Regions from separate parts of the Mus musculus genome. Here regions 1, 3, 4, 5, 6 and 7 are each linked to region 2. The links are chromatin contacts, called in public promoter capture Hi-C and targeted proximity ligation maps. All regions are on one chromosome and are shown on one strand. The core of a region is the stretch at or near the end of the contact, and the rest is flanking DNA. Distances in the headings are between cores, read along the strand shown.

Region 1 (2,700 bases), core at 34-2,533, 310 kb after region 2:
AAATATACTATAACCTTGGTCACTGCCCAGCAGGAACAAATTTGATTATTTAAAGAGTCAGAAATCAGGTCTTCTCTCAACATGTGAGGTTAGAGCCCAGTTCCAGTGCGATTTCATACATAGGAAAGTCTTGGTTCTAGAAACAAATCATTTCAGAGATCATAATGATTCAAATACACCACGCTGAATGTCTACCTTGTGTCCTGGAGTCAATGACACTGGGATAAGTTGAAATTTAACACCAAGACCACAATTAAATTCACATAGAAACATTATATAAATTACTTTGTCAGGCTGCAGAAACAACATTAGATTTTATAGCAGTGTGCATCACTTTAAAAGTTACAAACTTCTAATAAAGTAACTCAAGTCTGTTTCTTCTTCTGGATCAAGTGTACAGCGCATCGCTCTCTGGAGTTCACGCAGCGCTCACCGCAGGCGCAAAGGCTCTCTGGCAGGGGCGCGGACCGCAGAGTGCCCAGCATTTTGTCCCAGTGTGTGAAGTAAGGAGCAAAATTGCAGTTAAACTGAGAGTGATGCATGTCGTGGTGAGCCACGCCCCCGTACCAGCCAAAGGGCACAAGTCTGTGAGTGGACCACGGGAAGTCATAGCCCGAGTGGTCCTCCACCGACAGCCAGATGTTAATCACGTGAAAGGTAAAGATGGTGAGTGGGTGACACCGAAGCACCGCGACGTTCAGCACGTCGAAGAAGGTCAGCGAAAGCAGCTCCCAGAAGCTCATGTATTGGGTCGCCAGCGCGAAGGAGGACGAGTTCTGGTGATGCACCTTGTGGAAGGTGCGGTACAGCCAGGGCACCTTATGGTGCAGCAGGTGCCACGCGAAGATCTCGGTGTCGAAGAGCAGCAGGCAGATCAGGACGTGACTTAGGAGCTGGACGAGCTCAGGGGCCTCCTGGGGGAGGAGCGCCGGGCTGCGCACCCAGTGCAGCAGCGTCACCGGGAACACGAACACCAGGTGCTGGTAGAGTGTCAGCCCCAGGCAAGGCAGAAGCTGCTTTACGGAAGGCGAGAAGTCCGGGTGGATCTTGTAGCGTCGCAGGATGGGGACCCAGGGATACAGGACGTCCAGCACCACGAACGGTAGGCAGAAGCCCACGTAAGTGATGATAGAAAAGGTGACTGGGAAGATGGGTGAGCGCGTGAACGCCTCCCTTGTCCTTATGGTGTCCCAGAGGGGCTGCAGGAGCAGCTGGCTGGAACAGCCCAGGTCTTGGAGCTCCGAACCGTTGTAGCAGCCCATGCTGAGACTATGTCCCACAATTGTGGTCTCCCCAGCCCCGCCGACTTTTCTTAAGACTGTGGCCACTCCCCCCAGTGACGTCACCCTTCCGTCTCCTTCCCACCTCCCTTTCCCTGCTAAAGAATTTTGCTTAAATAACCCGAATTTTGTTCCTGTCTATGTCCTGGTTTATAGCTGCATCAAATCTCCCCTTCACGCAAGCAGCGGCCCTTAAAGCCCTTTCCCAGACGTAAAGAACTGTTTGCTTGCCTTTCAGCTGATGTACTAATGACACAGGAGAGAGCGATTCTGCCTTGGGACAGTTCACCCGCCATCACCGCTAAAAACTAATGAGTTCTTCGCTCTCAGAAGGCGCTGTTTCTCAACCAAAGCAGAATTCCCTGGGTTTTAAAATATCTGTTTTTGACTGTTTAAAGACTTATTCTACACCTTGGGGGACTCTGAGTGTGCGTACCTCACGCCACAGTGCTGGTACTGGGTCCGTTGCAGACAGGGATTGAGTCCTGTAGGAGAGGGAACCTGGCATCCTCCAAAAAAGAGCAGTCAGGCTCGCAGCCTTTTGGCGCGGACGACTCTCCCGCTCTGGTGCCCTTAAAGCCCGCGGTGTCAAGAGCAGAGATCAGATCCTGCAAGACAGCGGTCAAGAGGGCAGCACTGCCAGCCTTTGCTCTGGGTTGGAGAACGGAGGCTTAACACCCGTAAAGGCTCACTCGATTGGGCCAAACCGCAAAGGCCAGTGGAGAAGAAGATCTGAGCAATCTCATAGCCTCCCGGAACATGTCTCATCTCCCCTGCCATTTCCTTAGAGGTCCCTCAGGCTCCGACTTTTACCAACCCTCAGTTGTTCCCTACTCCTCAACTCCTGGATACCCTTTCAGACACTGGGACTGATCGTCCAGGGACTGAGCACAGGAGGTCAGTACTATATCCAAGGAGAGTGCCCTAGAGAGTGGAGCACAGAAATCAGCCCCGGGTAGCGGATACACGGCACAGAAGATCCCAGAGGAAAGCCAGGGGCCATTCTCCCAGGGTTTCCTTCTTGAATTTGTGTCTTTACAGCTGCTTTTCTCTGCTGGAAGCTAACATAGTCTTATACAAGCTTGTGTTTCTTGTGTTATTTTCCAAAGAAAACAGGGATTGTAGCTCTAGGAGCCTGCTGCCAGTCCCCCCTGGGGGGGGGGAGGGGGAGGGGATGGACTGTAACTTTTGCCTGCACAAGACTGTTACTTGTGATTCACACTCATCAAGAACTGGCTCCCACATTTGTCAGGAAGTACCCCATAACTGTGGCTTCACAGCTCTCTATCTAAGGCCTCAGCACATACCAAAGGAAATAAGGCACACAATCACTTTAACTTTGTATTTCACAGGTAACCACTAAGATATTTGGAATTAAATGCAAATAGTTAAGGTTTTTTTTAACATGAAGAAAAGATAA
Region 2 (2,700 bases), core at 110-2,609:
AGATATTCCCAGGACGGTGAAATAAGCAGACAATGCCTTTAGTAAAGGCACTCACACACTTAAGTGCACACAGTCGCAAATTCATGCTTGCACATGTTCATTGGAAGCAGGCACCAAACAACCACCTTTCATGCTAGCAGATCCAAATCAATGAGGCTCCCTTGAGCTTAGAGAATGGAATGCTGATTAGCAAGTTAATTATGTCAGACAAGGAGTAAGTTATGAATAATAATAATGATAATAATAATAATGAGAGGAGAAGAAGAAGAAGAAGAAGAAGAAGGAGAAGGAGAAGGAGAAGGAGAAGGAGAAGGAGAAGGAGAAGGAGAAGGAGAAGAAGGAGAAGAAGAAGAAGAAGAAGAAGAAGAAGAAGAAGAAGAAGAAGAAGAAGAAGAAGAAGAACCACTACCACAACAACATTACTGTGCCTCTGATACTCTTATTCAAACATCACCCTTTGAAACATTGAAAATGTATTTGATTGTAGTAAGCTATGTTCAATGTAGAAAAATGTCCTGACAGCTATCAAGAGGAAATAGTCCAGATATCAAAGCGGTACTTCCTGTCATTGTGTCTATACGGTGATAACCTATATTAATAATTGCCAAAGGTGAACTTCCTTCCACATAATAAGCTTCAAGGTGTTGTTGTAGTCATGGGTTCCATGAAAAGCTTGCCAATCATTTGGCTTTTTAGAAAATCCAATTAGGTATGAGTTTCTCTTGCCCTCGTGTATTTCACTGAGACACAATATAGCTACAGCCCCGTTTTTCGGTATCACCTCTGCAATTAGGATGTCAGAAAATATGTATCCCATCACTCTCAACTTGAGTCTAGCTAAAACTTATTATTTCAGTCTAACTTGTGTTAAGATACCAAAACAAACAAAGCAAAACAAAAAATAAACCCTAAATATCTTAGGATCACAAGAGATCTTTCCTGACTTAATACTCACAAGGAACACTAAATAGAATTGAAAATAAGTCATGATAACAGGGATAGACAATTAATCGTGGAAAAACAAAAGAAATTTTTAGCCCCTTCGGACTCCTATGTTCAGAATTATGACTTACCTCAGAATATAGGATTCCCATCCCGGTCCTTCCTGGATTCGCACCCTCTCTACAATGCAGTAGTGAATCTTCTAGAGGCGTTTCTAATTAATATTAAATTTCTTCCAGGAAAATAAGGTCCCTGGAAGTCCAAGCTGGTGGCGAGCCCTCTCTTTCCACACCTGGGAATGCCTTTTCAGCAGTCTGTGACAGCAACACACCTTGTAGAGAGACAGGCTATGAAGAGAAGGCATTGGCTTACAGGTAATGATCCCAGCTGTATCACTGTTACAGCCAGGGGAACCGGTTTCTGAGTCATGTACCTCTGCCAGTGGAGGCGGCAGTAAAAAAGGAAGCACAGGTGGGGTGCTGGGAGGAGGAACTTCTTAGGCCAGCAGGAAGAGTTCAAAACAGGACTCTGTACTTACGCAATTTCTGAATTGAAATCCAGCATTCAGTGGCCATCATAGTCAGCCAACTCATTAGTGAGAGTCACGGGATCTAGTTAGGTAAATAATCCTTAAAGTCATGGCTAGCAAGTTACACCTTTCCCCCAGACACTTAAAGGGCCCTGTAAGTTAATAAATTAAACTTAACTTAATAGTTTTTTTAATTATTTTAATTGATGTGTGGTAATTATACACATGTATTCAGTATTATATGATAATTCAAAAAGTATTATATATAATGGTCAAGTGAGAGTAATTAGCATTTCTATATGTTTTAATGTCATTCTTCTGAGAACCTTCAAAGTCCTCTCTCATACTTTTTTTATAAGTAAAAAAGATGCAAAGTAGATCACTCTGAGGTGCTGTGGAGCACCAGGCCTGACTCCTGCTATATCTGTTGTGGTACCTGTGACTCAGCCTCCTCCGCTGCCACTAGCACCTTCTGTGCCTGCAGTCATCGCTACTATAATCTCTTATCGTGGTGCTGTAGGGAACAGCTGAAACCCTGCTCAAAGTTCTTTTGTGTTGTGTGACACTTGTTTTATTCAGACCGTGCCTTGCCCTGACAGATTTCAGTTTACAAGCAACATTTGACTCCATTGTGAGAATGGCGGATGACTGTTCATCTTGCTGGACACAGGAGCAACAGCAGCTGTCTGACATGACCTGAGAGGCCCTAACTGAAAAGTAGTTTACTCCTTAAAGGAGGAAAGGCACATTGGTCGCTGTGAACTGGGATCGCAGAAACACATGGGCATATTATGATCATGATCGGAGGAGTAGGTTGGGGACTTAGCAGACACTCCAAACTGAGGAATGGATGCTACACTCTCACCTGGATGGATGGTGATGCCTCAAAGAGCATCCATCTGACCTCCTGCCCTGTTTATGAAGAGACCAATGGAAACAGAACTCTTGATTGTCCCCAGGACATCACCTTAGCTCACTCCTTATTATTGATGCAGACAACAGCAAATTTCTATCCACTCATCTCCCTATCATTAGTGTGGGCCTACTCCTACCTTTTGCTCTCCCGACTCTGTGGCCTAGGTCCCATGTCTCATCTCTGAAGCTCTACTCCAACCCTATAGCCTATATCTACCACCACCACAGGGTCTTCCTGTATAGACTATCTGATGGCAGTTTTCAAACTTCTAACTCATTGAACAGCCTTTTAAACTATCCATAGTCATTCTGTA
Region 3 (2,700 bases), core at 81-2,580, 380 kb after region 2:
GAGACTTTTGCATCCAAGTTGGTAAGAATGGTTCTGTAGAGAGCCCAGCTTGTGGTTTCAGCCCAAGGAGCTGGTGGACTTCAAGAGTTGTGCACAGGACTGGATCTATGAGTGACAGGAAGGCCCCTGCTTTGCCACCTTCTGACCCCTGTTCCCACAGGCAGGGGACCAGCAACTCTAGATATTTCTGGATCTTCCTTTGGCCTTTAGGGATCCTCTGGGAGCTGTGACTCCCTGTGTAGTGTTAAGTACCACTATTAGATTAAAATGTCTCATCGCCTGTGAAGAGAAGGAGGAGGAGAGGGAGGGGGAGGGGGAGGGGGAGGGGGGGGGACTCAATTTAGAAGAGAAACTAAATTGACAAGACCGAAGTGTTTAACCACCAGGCAACAGGGAGGGGTATGATGGATCCTTAGAATGACAGTTCACTGCTAAAACTCTTCCTTTCCCCATCCCCTATCTCCTTTCAGTCCTAGGGACAGAAGCCAGTGTCATGGGCAAGAGCTCTGTCACTGAGCTACATCCTAGCCTTGGAACCTCACTTTCTTTTAAAGGACTTTGAATGTCATTATCTTTCATTCTATCCATCTATCTGGATCTATATCTATCTATCTATCTATCTATCTATCATCCATCCATCCATTTATCAAGGGTGCCACACGGAGGTCAGAGGACCACTTGCAGGAGTCGATTTTTACTTTCCCTGGGATTAAAATCCCATCCCAGCTCAGATCCTAGGGCTTAAAGTCAAGTGATATAAGCCCCTGAAGTCATCTCCCCTAAGCCAGTTGAGTCTCAATTTCAATTTAAATCCAGGAATTCAATTCAGGATCATGTCCCTCACTAAGATGGACTATTAGGAAACTGGAAATGAGTGAACCATCCTCTAAGAATCAACTAGGTATTATCTCTGCTGTCCAGAATATTACAGTCTGCGAATTAATCCGCTTCAGTTAGCAACATCAGTAAACATTAAAAATAGGAAAGGACAGAAAAGGATCCTGTCTGGTCTTGCATTGTGCAAGGAGAATTCTATGCTAGAGCTGGGCTGGAGCACCAAGACCCAGAGGCTGGAAAATTCATGGGAGCTTCCTGGAAGAATGGATAAAACCGTCTCTCTCCCAATTCCGGAAGTATTTCTGCTGCAAACTCTCAAATTTAGCATCTAGGGATAATAAAGCTAAAAGCGGCGGAGAAGGGCACCCTCTGGCGACAATAGCAGGACACAGTGGGAGGAAGCAGCGCTAAGATGGAGTACCACCCCAAAACAAAGCTCCCTGGGAGCTGTAGTCGAGCCAGGTTGCCTGGGTGAGTGCAGTTTCCCGCCCTTAGTGATGTGGGGACCCAGCGAGATGGAGCTCACTTTAGGAAACAGCGGGGAGTCCCCCAAAGGACTAAGGTATTCCAGCCACACCCGACTAACGCTGCAAATATGTAGGAAAGAGAGTGAAGCAAGATATTTTTAATGAGTAGCCCTGTCTAGTAGTAGATCCCTCAAAGCACCAAGTGTGGGTAGGGGTTACATCCGGCACCCGGCAGTCAGGAGTCATTGGCCACGCACCCTTCGCCAGCGTCCATTCTGCCGAAAAGCAAGTTCTGGCCTTCTGCAGTTAATGCTTTTTTACCCATCAGCAAGATGCACCAAGATGAGACTTAGAGGTAGGTGGTCGTCGCTCTTAAATGTGGGTGGACGCAACTTTTGTTTTCCTGGGCTGTCCACTAGGGGCGCGTGGTGGACTCTGGGTCCTAAGCTATATATCTAGTCACTCTTTTATCCAGAACCCACCCTCAGCTCACTCAAAGGCTTTCAAAAACAGCTTTTTTTTTTTTTTACTTCCGGTTGTTTATTTGAGAAGGAATGCACCAGAAATTACAGAAACCTTTTTAATGTCCCACAACCTCTCAACTCTGTAAGTCTATTAACATGTTATTGTGTAATGGTCTCTCCCCCTCCCCAACCTCCCTGTGTTCCTCAGGTTTGGTGTTTTAAAATGACAGCTGATGTAGGAATTCCTCTCTGTGGAGATAGAGTGGACACAATGAATTTCTTTCTTCCCCCCCCTCCCCCTCCCTCGCCCTCTCCCTGCCCCCCTTCTCTCTCTCTCTCTCTCTCTCTCTCTCTCTCTCTCTCTCTCTTCTTTCTTTCTTTCTTTCTTTCTTTCTTTCTTTCTTTCTTCCTTCCTTCCTTCCTTCCTTCCTTCCTTCCTTCCTTCTTTCTTTCTTTCTTTCTTTCTTTCTTTCTTTCTTTCTTTCTTTCTTCTTTCTAAAATATTTTCTGGATTTAAATGTTGGTAAAGGAAGAAGAGAGGTAAACGTTAGAAGTAGGGACTGGGAATCTCAAATTAGGGTGCAGTTCAGAGATGAAGAAGGCACAATGAGGTATTTGTGTCCTCATGAGGAAAGTATTTGGGAGTGCTGAAAGCAAGCAGTGTAAATAGCATCAGGACAGCAACTGCTCAGGAGGCCATGCGCCTGAATCACACTTATACTTCAGTAAAATGTTAACAAAGACTCCGAGACAACAGAAGGAAAAATTAGAACACGTTGGCACCCTGAGAAGTGTGCTATTCAAAAGAGTAAGGCAGTGGCTGAAAAGACCATGCAGGAGGAGATAGGACCATCAAGATACTCTGAGCATGAAAAATACACAGGGTCATAGAACAAGGGTTAACAAACTGCCACCCGGAGGCCAGCTTGCTA
Region 4 (2,700 bases), core at 121-2,620, 330 kb after region 2:
ACACATTCGGAACCAACAGAGCTCATTGTATTAATCTTCAAGTTTTTTTTTTTTAATTTTTTTAATCAGTGCAAACTGCTTTTCAAGAGTCTACGCTTATTTGGGGGGGGGGGGGGGGCTTGGCCTGAAAAATTTTGTTATTGAGGTCTGATGAAACTGAAGAGAGGATATTTATTCCTGGAGAAGCTGGGATTACACTGGATTTCACTAGGAAGCTAATGCATTAAAACATGAAAATGTTGTTTGGATAGGTAAACACAGGAACTCTGGGCTAGACAGTCCTCTAAGGCAAAGGGATGAGAACTGAGTACTTTGGGTTTTTTTTTTCCTCCTTTGTCTTTGGTTTTCTAGAGACAAAGTCTCGCTTTCTAGATGAACCCTAAGTCCTACAGCAGCCTTCCTGTCTCAACCTCTGGAGAACTAGGATTGTAGGTTTGCACTGCCACATGAAGCTCAGAGCAAGGAGCTTTTCATCGTGTGTTCAGGTCACTGGCAGACTTATTTTTGCTAGCAAACAACAGCTTGAAATGTCCTGTGTGTGCTCACTTGTGTTGGGCAGGAATATAAAAGCAACTGAGTAGCTTGGTCTACTGCAGAAGGTTTGAGGCAATGATTCGGTGAGTGAAGGGCTTGCTACACAAGCATGAGAACCTGAGTTCCTGTCCCTAGAATCAGGGTAAAAATGCCGGCTGGGACAGACACCCCATTCCACCGCATTGGTGAGGGGGAAGGTAGAGACAGGCAGATCCTGGAGGCTCATGGGCCAACCAGTGTAACTGAAATAGCAGGCTCCCTGTTCAGCAAGAGACCCTGTTTCAAAAAGTAAGATGGGAAGTAACTGAGGAAGACACCTTGATGTGAGCCATTACCTCCACACAAGGGCCAGAACACAGCCCACACACACTTAGGCACATATATGCACAGCACATATGCACCGAAAACAACTGTAAAAGGTAAACAAAAGGATCACAGAGACACTTAAAAGGCATCACTGGTTGTGGACGCTTGCTAGTCAGTCACAATGAAGCATAAGACAGCTAGCGTGCTTCTTATTAACCAGAGAGCAATGTACACCTTCGACGTCATCATTTTCTTGCACATAAAAAATACAAATGACCTAGGCAAGGAAAACACAAGGATTTTACAGAAATTAAGCAAACACCTGTTTTTTTTTTTCCCCCCTCTATTGAAGGGGAAGTATTCAAGTCCAGCATTCACTGGTATTTCTTCATTAGACTGATTATTTCATCATACAGTTTCCAGGGGGCATCCAAACCCCAGATAAAATCCAGATGGTCCCACTCAGGAATGTTCTTGTGATACACCAACTTGGGGATTTGAGTCAGTAAGATAGTGATGTCATTGATGTCTGCCAGCCAGTCCCGGCCCCCGCTCCACAAAGCAGTGGGTAGACGCATGTTTTTTATGTTGTACGAGGGAGGAAAACTCTACAAGAGGAAAAAAAAAAAAAAAGAGTCATAGAAAGCTTTGCAATTATTCCTGTTAAATTTTTTTTTATTTTAATAAATGAAATCTCCATGGAAAAACAAATGTCTAGTAAGTTTGATTTGAAAGTAAAAATTTAATTTAAAAAACAAACAAACATGTTTTAAGAATTGCTTCCATTATGTTTTTCAGGTAGTCGTTACAAGGAGTAGAACTGTGCGGTTTTTTCCTCTTTGCTGCACTATAGGGACCACTTAATCCCCAGTGAGCATCACGGTTTCCCCCAGATGTGGAGTCAAGGCAGTAGAGCCAACTGAACAGGGAGGCACTGTGGGCTCATCTCTTCATGCCCTCTGAATGCAAGAGAAACCACACAACTCCTCCATGCCTCCATTTCCTGATCTTTCAGCCCCCCCCCCCCCACACACACACACACATGCAAGGGCTAGTTCAAGAATTAGGAAAAGCAGAGAGAAAGGTTCTCACGCTTTAGGAAACGCAGTGATCAAAAATGGAAATGTTACTTAATGGAAAAGGCTTTAAGGCCATGTAATATGCCTGAGGTCTCACATCTAGCAAGCTGGCAGCTGCCTGAAGGCTCTTTGGTTCTAAGGAGTGTGTTTATGATCCTACTGAATCACAACGACCCCTTATGGACAGCCTAAAGGATGGAGACAGGAGGCCTGGGCCATACCACCACTGACAGATCTGGGAAGATCTGAGTGGACTGAGAGAAAACTTCATAACCAGGCAATTCTGCCGAGAATATTCCCCCAGCAGCTGGGCTCACCTGAGTTCTGGAAGCCTAGGCTGGCTTCGGTGATGGAAGCATATTTGAAAATTCTTACCTGGTTGTAATGAAAATAATTCTTTTCACTGCTTCCCCAGTCAAAAGCTTGAAGCTTACGGTATTTAAAAACCTAAAAAATAAAATTTGGAGGAAAAAAAAAACTTAGCAGAGATGAAATTTATAAAATAATATAAGAGGTTACTAGGGCCGGGCGGTGGTGGCGCACACCTTTAATCCTAGCACTTGGGAGGCAGAGGCAGGCGGATTTCTGGGTTCGAGGCCAGCCTGGTCCACAGAGTGAGTTCTAGGACAGCCAGGGCTACACAGAGAAACCCTGTCTCAAAAAACCAAAAACAAAACAAAAAAAAGAGGTTACTAGGTTAATTATATGCTCAGAAATCAAGTTACTCCCTAATCCAGGTCTATTTATCATTTCCGAATAATTATTTAAGGTACATTTAAAA
Region 5 (2,700 bases), core at 183-2,682, 470 kb after region 2:
GCACGGAGTCAGGGGACTGAACCCAGGAGTCAGGCTTGATAGCAAACACTTTAACTCTCTAACATATACCTAGTTATCTGACTGACACATAACTCTAGGTTCTCTAAAATTAAACTTTACTGGAGAAAGTGACCAGAGGGCCAACTCCTGTCTTGGTGTCAGCTGATGGGGGGGGGGGGTTAGGGCTGTACCTACCTGGTCAAAGATAACTCTCAGGAGAGGCTAGCACTATATCAAGGAGATGGGATTAGATGTTTAACTTCTTTCAATATTTTTAATATATGGAGGTGAGAAGGATGAGCTGAATTTGAGGACCTAGACATCAAAGGTCAGGATAAGGAACTAGACAGCAATAAAGGCTGAGATTACAGGTTAACCAAGACAACAGACTAAAGTATTTGACCTCAACCTGAAACAGTGTGAGCCCCACTGTCTGTAGTTCCCTAGATTGCTATTAGCCCTTAAAATGGTATTTATTTTACGTGTATGAACACACTGTAGTTGTCTTCAGACACACCAGAAGAGGGCATTTAATCCTATTACAGATACTTGTGAGCCACCATGTGGTTGCTGGGAACTGAACTCAAGACCTCTAGAAGAGCAGTGAGTGCTCTTAACCACTGACCCATCTAGTAGCCTTGCTATTAGTGGGATAGCATCAAGGCTCTGAATAACCATCACCCTTTAGGGATTCCATGTTTGGTTCTTGTTAACATGACTATGATTGGTGGAAAGAACCCTTTAGAGTCACCTCAGGAGAAGTTAACACAAAGCATGGCTCTACAGCTCTCTGGGCAATGGGAAACTGTCCTGGTTTATAAAGACTGTATTCCTAAGGCTTCGGATAGGCTGGGAAGCTATGGACCAGTCAATGCAGGTGAATAATGACATCTGTGGAAGATGCTAAGGATAGACACACAACAAACCAGCTAGTATCTTCTTCCACTTCCACAATGCATGAGAACTCACTCTTCCAGTCCCAAACTTTCCCTTTGCCATCCTAAGACCCCCTAGTGCCACATGGGAAAGTCTCACTTCCAAGGAGGAACTGCAGACCTTCAGTTGCTTGGAAGAAAGAACAACACTGCTTCTGAAGATGCCAGTCTGCTTTCCATTTTATCTGTATCACCTCCATCAGCCCCTACCTAACAGATAAGAGTCTCTGGGTGGCAGGGATGTCTCACTCTCTCTCTCTGGACAGCAGTCTGGATCCGACATGTCTGTATCCGTTTCAGAGCCTTCTCCTCATCGATTTCAGTGGAGAATGCAGTAGGGCAAACCCCACAGTGCCCCACAGTGCGTCTCCCTGGATAAACTGCAGGCTTCAGTTTCACTTTCCAGTCTCAGTTTCAGTTTCTCACTGCTGACTGAAAAGAGCACACCCCCTAGCTCACCCAGCCCTTTAAAAAAAACCTGAGCTTCCAGTTGGTGTGACAGTCTGCAAGAGAGCAGAGAGTCAAGGCAGGTTTCTGAGGAGTTCTGCTCTGCTGAAAACCCAGAGAACAGCTACCACCTTTACAGCAACCATGGGGTAAGGATTTCCCTGTTCTCCACTCTGAGGGAACCCAGGACACAGACGTTTGCTAGTGGCTGTTTCTGAGTGTGCCTCTAGCTTCTCTTTCTACTGCTGATGGGGAACAAGGATGCTAATTGTCCTGAGGGTCCAGGGAGTTTGCTTAATGCCCCCACTAAGCTGTGTGCCTGGTGCTGGATGTGTGACTGGAAGCTTGTTTTGATTTTTAAGGCTGTCTCACAGCATGTAGTAGGACGTACCTGGGAGAGAATTTAGTGCATGCTCGGCTCACAAACAAAGATGATTACCAAACAGGCCCTCTGGAATGGAATAAAGGACCACCAGTGCCCACTTGGTGCTCCAAAAGTGAGCAGCAGGTTAGAGTATGCTCCTTCTGATCTTCTGAGGACATAGTCCTTAGAATGTTCCAGCATGTCCTCAGAATCTTCCAGCCTATCCCTCAATGGACCTCTTGAAATGCTGTTCAAGCTTTCTGTTCCAGGCGCATTCATTCCCATCCCTGGCTGGCTAAACAAATAGCCAGGGCAACACCTCTCTCTCTCTCTCTCTCTCTCCCTCCCTCCCTCTCTCCCTCCCTCCCTCCCCGCGCCCCCCCCCCCCCCAGGATTAAGAAACAAAAATGTGTCAATTCTATTCTCTCTGACAAGAGGTATTAAAACCTTTTGGCCAAGAAACTAAATATATATGAATAAATATATATGAATATATGTTATATAAAGCCATGTCAGGAAGTTTGATAAGGTAGAGCAAGTAGAGACCCAGAGACTCGGTGGGCACACAACTGAGGCTTAGGGTATGGTGGGTAAAAGTTCTATACCTGAGTCAAGGGCCCCACACATCACCAGGAAGATAATGTGATTGATACAGTACCACCAACCAGTGGTTCCAGATTTAATAGATGGTGCATGGGGCACTACATCACACCCTGAGCCTGAGTATGGAGATATGGAACATCTGTGTTTTGCAACTGTTCAGAGGAATAGAGCATATAACTAACAAGAAAAAAGGCTCTCCTGCCTACCTCTGAGACCTAGGGAATCAGGTCACCTCTGATCCCTTGAGCCTGTGGGCCCCCTACTCCTATTGCCCTTCTGAAGTCAATTGGTCCAGAAGGTAAGAAGAAGTTTGGTAAGGTAGAGCAGATGCTATGCATAGGTGCATGTACC
Region 6 (2,700 bases), core at 2-2,501, 440 kb after region 2:
ATATTCTTCAAAGAGGGAACAACCTTGTGAGTGTGCCATTTGCCTGATTTAACAACTTCTGTTACTTAGAGATTTTCTGCAGTGCTAAAGCAACATCTCTTATATCAAGGCACAATGCCTAAGTGTCCAGCCCACCGTTTCCTATCCATCAGAGCAAAGAAGCAGAAGGATGCAGGCCCATCCTCCTTGGGCTTGTACATTAGCATTCCAAGTCCCACTAGACCAAAATCAGGCATTGTGCTCTGAACCACTAAAGAAAATGAGATCAATGAAAGTTGTATCCTTTCTGTGGCTTTGCTACCTGAGGCTTCCAAAGTTTAGGCTTAAGGCAAACACAGTGGGTCTAGCAGGTATGTGCTTACCTCTTATGCCATTAACAATCTCAAGTTGCTAAGTGAAAGAAGGACCCAGAATTCCACAGCTGACTAGGTTATCATGCTTAGCAAATGAGCAGTGAAAGCCACGCTTTAAAGAAATCATGAAGCTAAGCACCCAATCCATACCTAAGGATTGGTCCTCCATACCTCCTTCTACTCATGCATGACTTCATAACTCAAAGCAGAAGTCTTTCACTTAGTCACATATTTGTTCTCCCACCCAGGAAGCAGTGATGCACATGTTACCAATTCTATTCAGGGACTGGGTGTAAAGTAAATGATCACCACAGACCTCTAGGTGTGAAACAGCACAGCGAATCCCCCTGGTGTTTTGCTACTTGAATTCAGTGTAGCATAAAATGAAAACATTGGTTTGATTAGACTCTGGCAAAACTCCAGAGCTAGTCACATGGACATAGTCATTAAAGCTGGATTGAAACCTGTGTACCACAAGGGAACTCAGAGAAGGAAACACACTATCACTTCTTTCAAAATATTTTAGAATAGTTTCTTTCGTGTGGCCCCAGAAACCTCTGCAGAGTGCACTAGAGACTGTGGAAAACACTCTTTTCCTCCCAGAGGGACTGTCAGGCTGGAGGAAATGCCTCTCGACCCTCTGACACCAGAGGCAGAGTCCAGAGCTTATCCAATGCTGTGGCCAGGACATAGAAGGTCTCAGTGGTAAGTTTCACTTTCCTCTTCTGGTTGATTTTAAGTCTGTTTCAGTTTCTACTTTCCTCTTCCCTTTCACAAACACTGAGTCCTTAGAAGCAGCAGAGCACCAGCTGATTCATCCCCCCCCCCCCCCCGACTGCCCTCTTATATAATCCTCTGAGTCTCCACTTAGAGTGGACTGAGATTTCTCAGCCCACACCCAGCTTTTCCCAGCAGCACAGAAACAGATCACCATCATGAGGTCAGTGCAATCTCTGCTTCTCCAATTAAATGATAAACTGAGCTGATCACTGCACAGCAGAGTCTTAAGTTGTCTGCTTGCTTGTAGATTGAAATCACTTGCATGAGCATGGCTTTTTTTTTATTGGACCTTTTTCATTATTTCTCTGTGTAAATGTGCAAGACACTGCAGTTTCTAAAACTGCTCACTGGATGCCCCTGGAGAATATTGATAGACACGGGTAGGTCCACTGAAGCACAAAGTTTGACTCAAAGCTAGCACTAGAGGAGTCACTCTTTCTGGGATTTGTTGGTGTTTTATTAAAAGTGATCAAGACAATAGAAAGTTGTGTGTGTGTGTGTGTGTGTGTGTGTGTCTATCTGTCTGTCTGTCTGTCTGTCTGTTTGTCTGTCTGTGTTTCCATGTGTGTGAGTTTGTTGTGTTTTTCTGTATGTGTGTCTGTATGTGTGTGTCTCATTGTTTATGTGTATCTGTGTGTGTGTCTGCATGTGTGTTGCTGTGTGTTTGTATGCGATGTGTGTATGTGTCTCTGTGTTTGTGTGTCTGTGTGTGTGCTTTTTCAAAAGAACCAATCCTTCGCCAGTAGCTAGTGTAAGAGTTGGAAACAGTAGTGCAAGCTCACTTCATGTTTGTGAAAACTATGACCACTTCATGATTGAGGTTTTAAGAAATAGTTCTCACAGATGAGCAGGGCTTTTATTTAAATTGGGTTTTTTTTTAATTTTTCATATGCCACAAAATCTCAAAGGTTAAAGTTTTTTTTCTAGTATCTAAGGCTGCAGGACAAGCAAAAACACATTTCCCCTCAAATACAAACTCTGCTTAATTTGTAGCTATGAAAGCAGAACAATGGTTACCTAGAGATGGTAAGGGTAGAATATGAAGATACACACAGGAATTTCAGGGATGTCAGACATAACCTATAAGGAGTGTGGGTGGGCACATGGGCATAAACAATTGCTGAGACCCAGTGTACACAAATCATTAAAATAAGTGCATTGTATTGTAAGTAAAGAGTAATCATAGTATTTCTGATGTTTTTAAAGAGATTTATTTATTTTGTATATATGCATACACTTTGGGTGTCTGCAGACAAACCAGAAGAGAGCATCAGATCCCATTACAGATGGTTGTGAGCCACCATGTGGTTGCTGGGAATTGAACTCAGGACCTCTGGAAGAGCAACAAGTGCTCTTAACTGTTGAGCCATATCTCCAGAGAGTGAATTGTTTTTAACTGCAACTATAACTGCCATTAGAGGAGACTCAGAGAGAACTAAGAGGAAGGGCTAATGTTTCTGACAAATACATATCATGTAAGGATACAAGCCTTGTTGGCTGAGGGAAGGCTGATGTTATTAGCTACTGTGGAAGCTAAGAAAAAAGACAGTCTTCCCTACCCTCAACT
Region 7 (2,762 bases), core at 132-2,631, 360 kb after region 2:
GTTATTTTTTCCAGCATTCCAGACAGAAGAGAATAATCTCTGGAGTTTGTCCTGGCCACACATGCTTTTAATTGCCAGCATAGTCTTATGTAGCACAGTCTAAGGCTACCTTTCTAACTTCAGGTCACTGTCCCAGAGGTCCTTCAATACTAGAGAACATAAAAGCAGTCTGAAAAGCAAGGGGGGGTGGGGGCGGTAGATCGATAAATAAAGGTTCCCAAGGCAACTTAAAATAAGCACTTTTCTTTTTGGTGGAAGCCGTTTTTACAGAACCTGATACAGTCTGGGAAGGGCATTCACACCGTGAGGTGATTGGGGAAGCTACTCACATGGAAAGTCACCCATTAGACTTCCTTCCAACACAGCACCGTTACTCAACGAACTTGACAAATAATTCTCACAGAAGGGGTTGTCTGATAAGGCTCTGAGCTGGGTTTAGTGCGCTAGTCTAGGTGTTTAGAACATCTTTACCACAGTACTTATGGCTTTGCAACAATCCAATTCATTATTTGTCTGCCTTCCTTTCAACTGGAGAACGGAAGTGGGGGTGGGCAGAGCTGAAGTCTGATTTAACTTTGAACCTTCAAGACTCTGACAAGTCCTGCATAAATAGTACAAATGTTGCTTTTAAAAAATGGGCAGGAACAGCTCCGCAGTTCAGAGACAGACGAAAATAAAGGTCCGGGGTAGTTTTTCAATAATTCCTAAGCTATTGGCAATGCCCAGATGTTGCAGTGCCTCCTACAGTCTGACGCTTCTCTACCAACTCAACAGTACTAACTAAGCTCATTTTCCAAGATAATGTAAACACGCCAGTCAAATACTGGAAGCAAAGGACTAGCTGATTATTCAGCAGTATCGCCGGGGTTTTTAACCAGGACCCACTCCCAAGGTTGCTGCTGGCCATGCAGTCGTGTAAGAGCTAAGAGTAAGGTCGTGGGAGAGCTAACGGGAAGAAAGGATGAAGAGGACTGAGAATCAGGCATTCTGCCTGTCCAGCAGTCCAAGAAATCTGGGCAGGGTTCCTAATCGTCGATCGCGCCTGCCCAGGAAGCGGGAGGGCGCCCAGGGAAGGACAGTCCACTTCTTGTTGATACCCACATAATCGCCGCCCCCCAAACCACCTTCAGGTACCCGACACAGAGCGTGCCCCGGGAGCAGAGCAATTGGAGGCCAGAGACCCTGGTGGGGCCTCCTCTCCCAGCCCTGGCGATCCACAGGACACCAGCTCCCGAGCCCGCTGCACGAAGCCAGCCCCAAAGCAGTCACTCACCGGGAGTGGTCCTCCAACCTCAGCCTCCAGAAGCAGTGCCCACTACAAGCAGGCGAGCTTGGCCAACCTGGTGCCTACACCTACTTGGTGGGAGGGCGGAGCCGTCACCCTGCCCAGGACTTTCACACAGCCAATCAGGGCAGTCCACCACCGGGAAGTGCCCTGGTGACTCCACCCCTCCTGGCCATCGGCCTAGCCCTGGGGAAGCGGACTCAGAGGAGCATGCGCCTTCTGTTCGCCCAAAAGATTCAGCCCAGCCCAGGCCTGCTCTAAGCCCAGCCAGAGCTTCCTCCTGCTTCAAAGCTGGTGGGCATCCTGTATACCTAGCACTTAGCAGAGCATTATAAACTTTTTCCTCTCATGACCTCCTTTTACTTCAGAAATTCTCATTCAAACTCCACTAGCTAGGTATACAAATCAAGCATTTTTTAACAATAAATTATAAAGAAATTCATTTTAAAACAATTATTTTAGTATTACATATATACATACACATATATGTATATATATATGTATATATATATGTATATTTACCATTTTCTGCAAACAAAAACAAATTGGTGTATTAGTGAGACAGATGTGCTTACTTTTACAAAATACTGCTGCACATTCAGCAACATAAAACGGTTCTCAGAATTGGTTCCTACTTTGTTGTTGGAGGTGTAGCCGATGAGACCAGTACAGCCCATAAATACATAGCACAGAATGTCTGAAGTATTTTTAGAGACATTGCAAAAATTGCTCAAGTTTTGTCCTATCTCAAGTCAAACTTCAGTTTATGACTTTTTATGAAACTCGGTCAAGGAAACCAAACAATAACTTTTAAAAATCAAACATTGTAACACAATGGAATCCAAAGGAATGCTACTTTTATACTTACATGCTGAGGAAAGACAGTGGGAAAAATATTAAAAGCCTTGGCTTTCTATAACTTAACTGTTATCTTTCTATAACAGCAGAAAACTTTTTACATGCAGTACAAACACTGCACCTCGTAACCATCATTAATGTGAACAAGGCTATCTCAGGCAGGCAGTCTGTGGTACTTGCTGCCACACAGGGGACAAGTGCACACGTTGCATGTACAGAACCTAGACAGCAGTGATGTGCATCACACAGGCAAATATGGCCTGAAACACGTCACAGTCTGATATGTTTGATTTTGAATCCACTTTTGGTAATTACACATCCAGGCACCTTTTAGGGTTACCAACATTTTTTGTGACACCCCCATGTGAGGTTGTAACCTATAGTTTAGAGGGCTAGGCCGTAAAACACATGAACTTTATAAATAAAAACAAATGAGCACCCTGAAGTGCCAGGGATGACTGTGGCTAGCAAAGCCCAGCCACAATCTGCGCATCCTCCACATTGTGATGCTAAGTCCTCTCCATAGGCTCTCAATCCAAGACCTCTGCATCTCCATTTCACACAGATAGAATCTGAGTTTAGAAAGGTTGTTTTGCCTTAAGGCACTGAGGTAGAACTC

Evidence for each region. Promoter capture Hi-C pulls out the DNA fragments that hold promoters and counts their contacts.
Region 1: a contact with region 2 is called in a targeted proximity ligation map of stem cell-derived neural progenitor cells, with 4 times the contacts expected there. A contact is called at or near these places in 7 of 39 promoter capture datasets (the 3T3-L1 cell line, the C10 cell line, cranial neural crest and 3 more), 6 of 130 datasets of targeted methods (DN3 thymocytes, the NIH/3T3 cell line, bone marrow-derived macrophages and 3 more) and 2 of 9 other capture datasets (adipose tissue and liver).
Region 3: a contact with region 2 is called in a targeted proximity ligation map of T-cell acute lymphoblastic leukemia, with 3 times the contacts expected there. A contact is called at or near these places in 8 of 39 promoter capture datasets (the 3T3-L1 cell line, the C10 cell line, cranial neural crest and 4 more), 5 of 130 datasets of targeted methods (the NIH/3T3 cell line, T-cell acute lymphoblastic leukemia, large pre-B cells and 1 more) and 3 of 9 other capture datasets (adipose tissue, liver and pancreatic islet).
Region 4: a contact with region 2 is called in a promoter capture Hi-C map of pre-B cells, with 2.4 times the contacts expected there. A contact is called at or near these places in 12 of 39 promoter capture datasets (the 3T3-L1 cell line, 3T3-L1-derived adipocytes, the C10 cell line and 6 more), 4 of 484 Hi-C or Micro-C datasets (B cells, Th17 cells, liver and 1 more), 2 of 130 datasets of targeted methods (the 230-238 cell line and bone marrow-derived dendritic cells) and 2 of 9 other capture datasets (adipose tissue and pancreatic islet).
Region 5: a contact with region 2 is called in a targeted proximity ligation map of memory CD8 T cells, with 12 read pairs. A contact is called at or near these places in 25 of 39 promoter capture datasets (the 3T3-L1 cell line, 3T3-L1-derived adipocytes, the C10 cell line and 15 more), 4 of 484 Hi-C or Micro-C datasets (the 3T3-L1 cell line, 3T3-L1-derived adipocytes, embryonic fibroblasts and 1 more), 1 of 130 datasets of targeted methods (memory CD8 T cells) and 2 of 9 other capture datasets (embryonic stem cells and macrophages).
Region 6: a contact with region 2 is called in a promoter capture Hi-C map of second pharyngeal arch cranial neural crest. A contact is called at or near these places in 9 of 39 promoter capture datasets (the C10 cell line, cranial neural crest, frontonasal cranial neural crest and 5 more) and 1 of 130 datasets of targeted methods (memory CD8 T cells).
Region 7: a contact with region 2 is called in a promoter capture Hi-C map of neutrophils. A contact is called at or near these places in 9 of 39 promoter capture datasets (the 3T3-L1 cell line, the C10 cell line, cranial neural crest and 4 more), 3 of 130 datasets of targeted methods (the 230-238 cell line, bone marrow-derived dendritic cells and memory CD8 T cells) and 2 of 9 other capture datasets (adipose tissue and embryonic stem cells).

Annotation. Positions count from the first base shown.
Region 1 is chr19:34,473,865-34,476,564 of GRCm38.p6, forward strand. Ch25h (cholesterol 25-hydroxylase) reads right to left here and starts at 1,284. Exons shown (of 1, transcript NM_009890.2): 1 at 1-1,284. The coding sequence starts at 1,262. The coding sequence ends at 366.
Region 2 is chr19:34,164,682-34,167,381 of GRCm38.p6, forward strand. It overlaps Ankrd22 (ankyrin repeat domain 22), which reads right to left and starts at 1,360. Exons shown (of 6, transcript NM_024204.6): 1 at 1,074-1,360. The coding sequence starts at 1,094.
Region 3 is chr19:34,549,364-34,552,063 of GRCm38.p6, forward strand. It overlaps Ifit2 (interferon-induced protein with tetratricopeptide repeats 2), which reads left to right and starts at 1,331. Exons shown (of 3, transcript NM_008332.3): 1 at 1,331-1,659.
Region 4 is chr19:34,492,766-34,495,465 of GRCm38.p6, forward strand. It overlaps Lipa (lysosomal acid lipase A), which reads right to left. Exons shown (of 10, transcript NM_021460.3): 9 at 2,295-2,366; 10 at 1-1,448. The coding sequence ends at 1,215. Among named protein-coding and RNA genes, the nearest start is that of Ch25h, 19 kb to the left of the region's middle.
Region 5 is chr19:34,639,457-34,642,156 of GRCm38.p6, forward strand. Ifit1 (interferon-induced protein with tetratricopeptide repeats 1) reads left to right here and starts at 1,433. Exons shown (of 2, transcript NM_008331.3): 1 at 1,433-1,531. The coding sequence starts at 1,527. It also overlaps a transcript of Ifit1bl1 not described here and a transcript of Ifit1bl2 not described here.
Region 6 is chr19:34,606,706-34,609,405 of GRCm38.p6, forward strand. It overlaps Ifit3b (interferon-induced protein with tetratricopeptide repeats 3B), which reads left to right and starts at 1,252. Exons shown (of 2, transcript NM_001005858.3): 1 at 1,252-1,293. The coding sequence starts at 1,289. It also overlaps a transcript of Ifit1bl1 not described here.
Region 7 is chr19:34,526,093-34,528,854 of GRCm38.p6, forward strand. It overlaps Lipa (lysosomal acid lipase A), which reads right to left and starts at 1,382. Exons shown (of 10, transcript NM_021460.3): 1 at 1,274-1,382.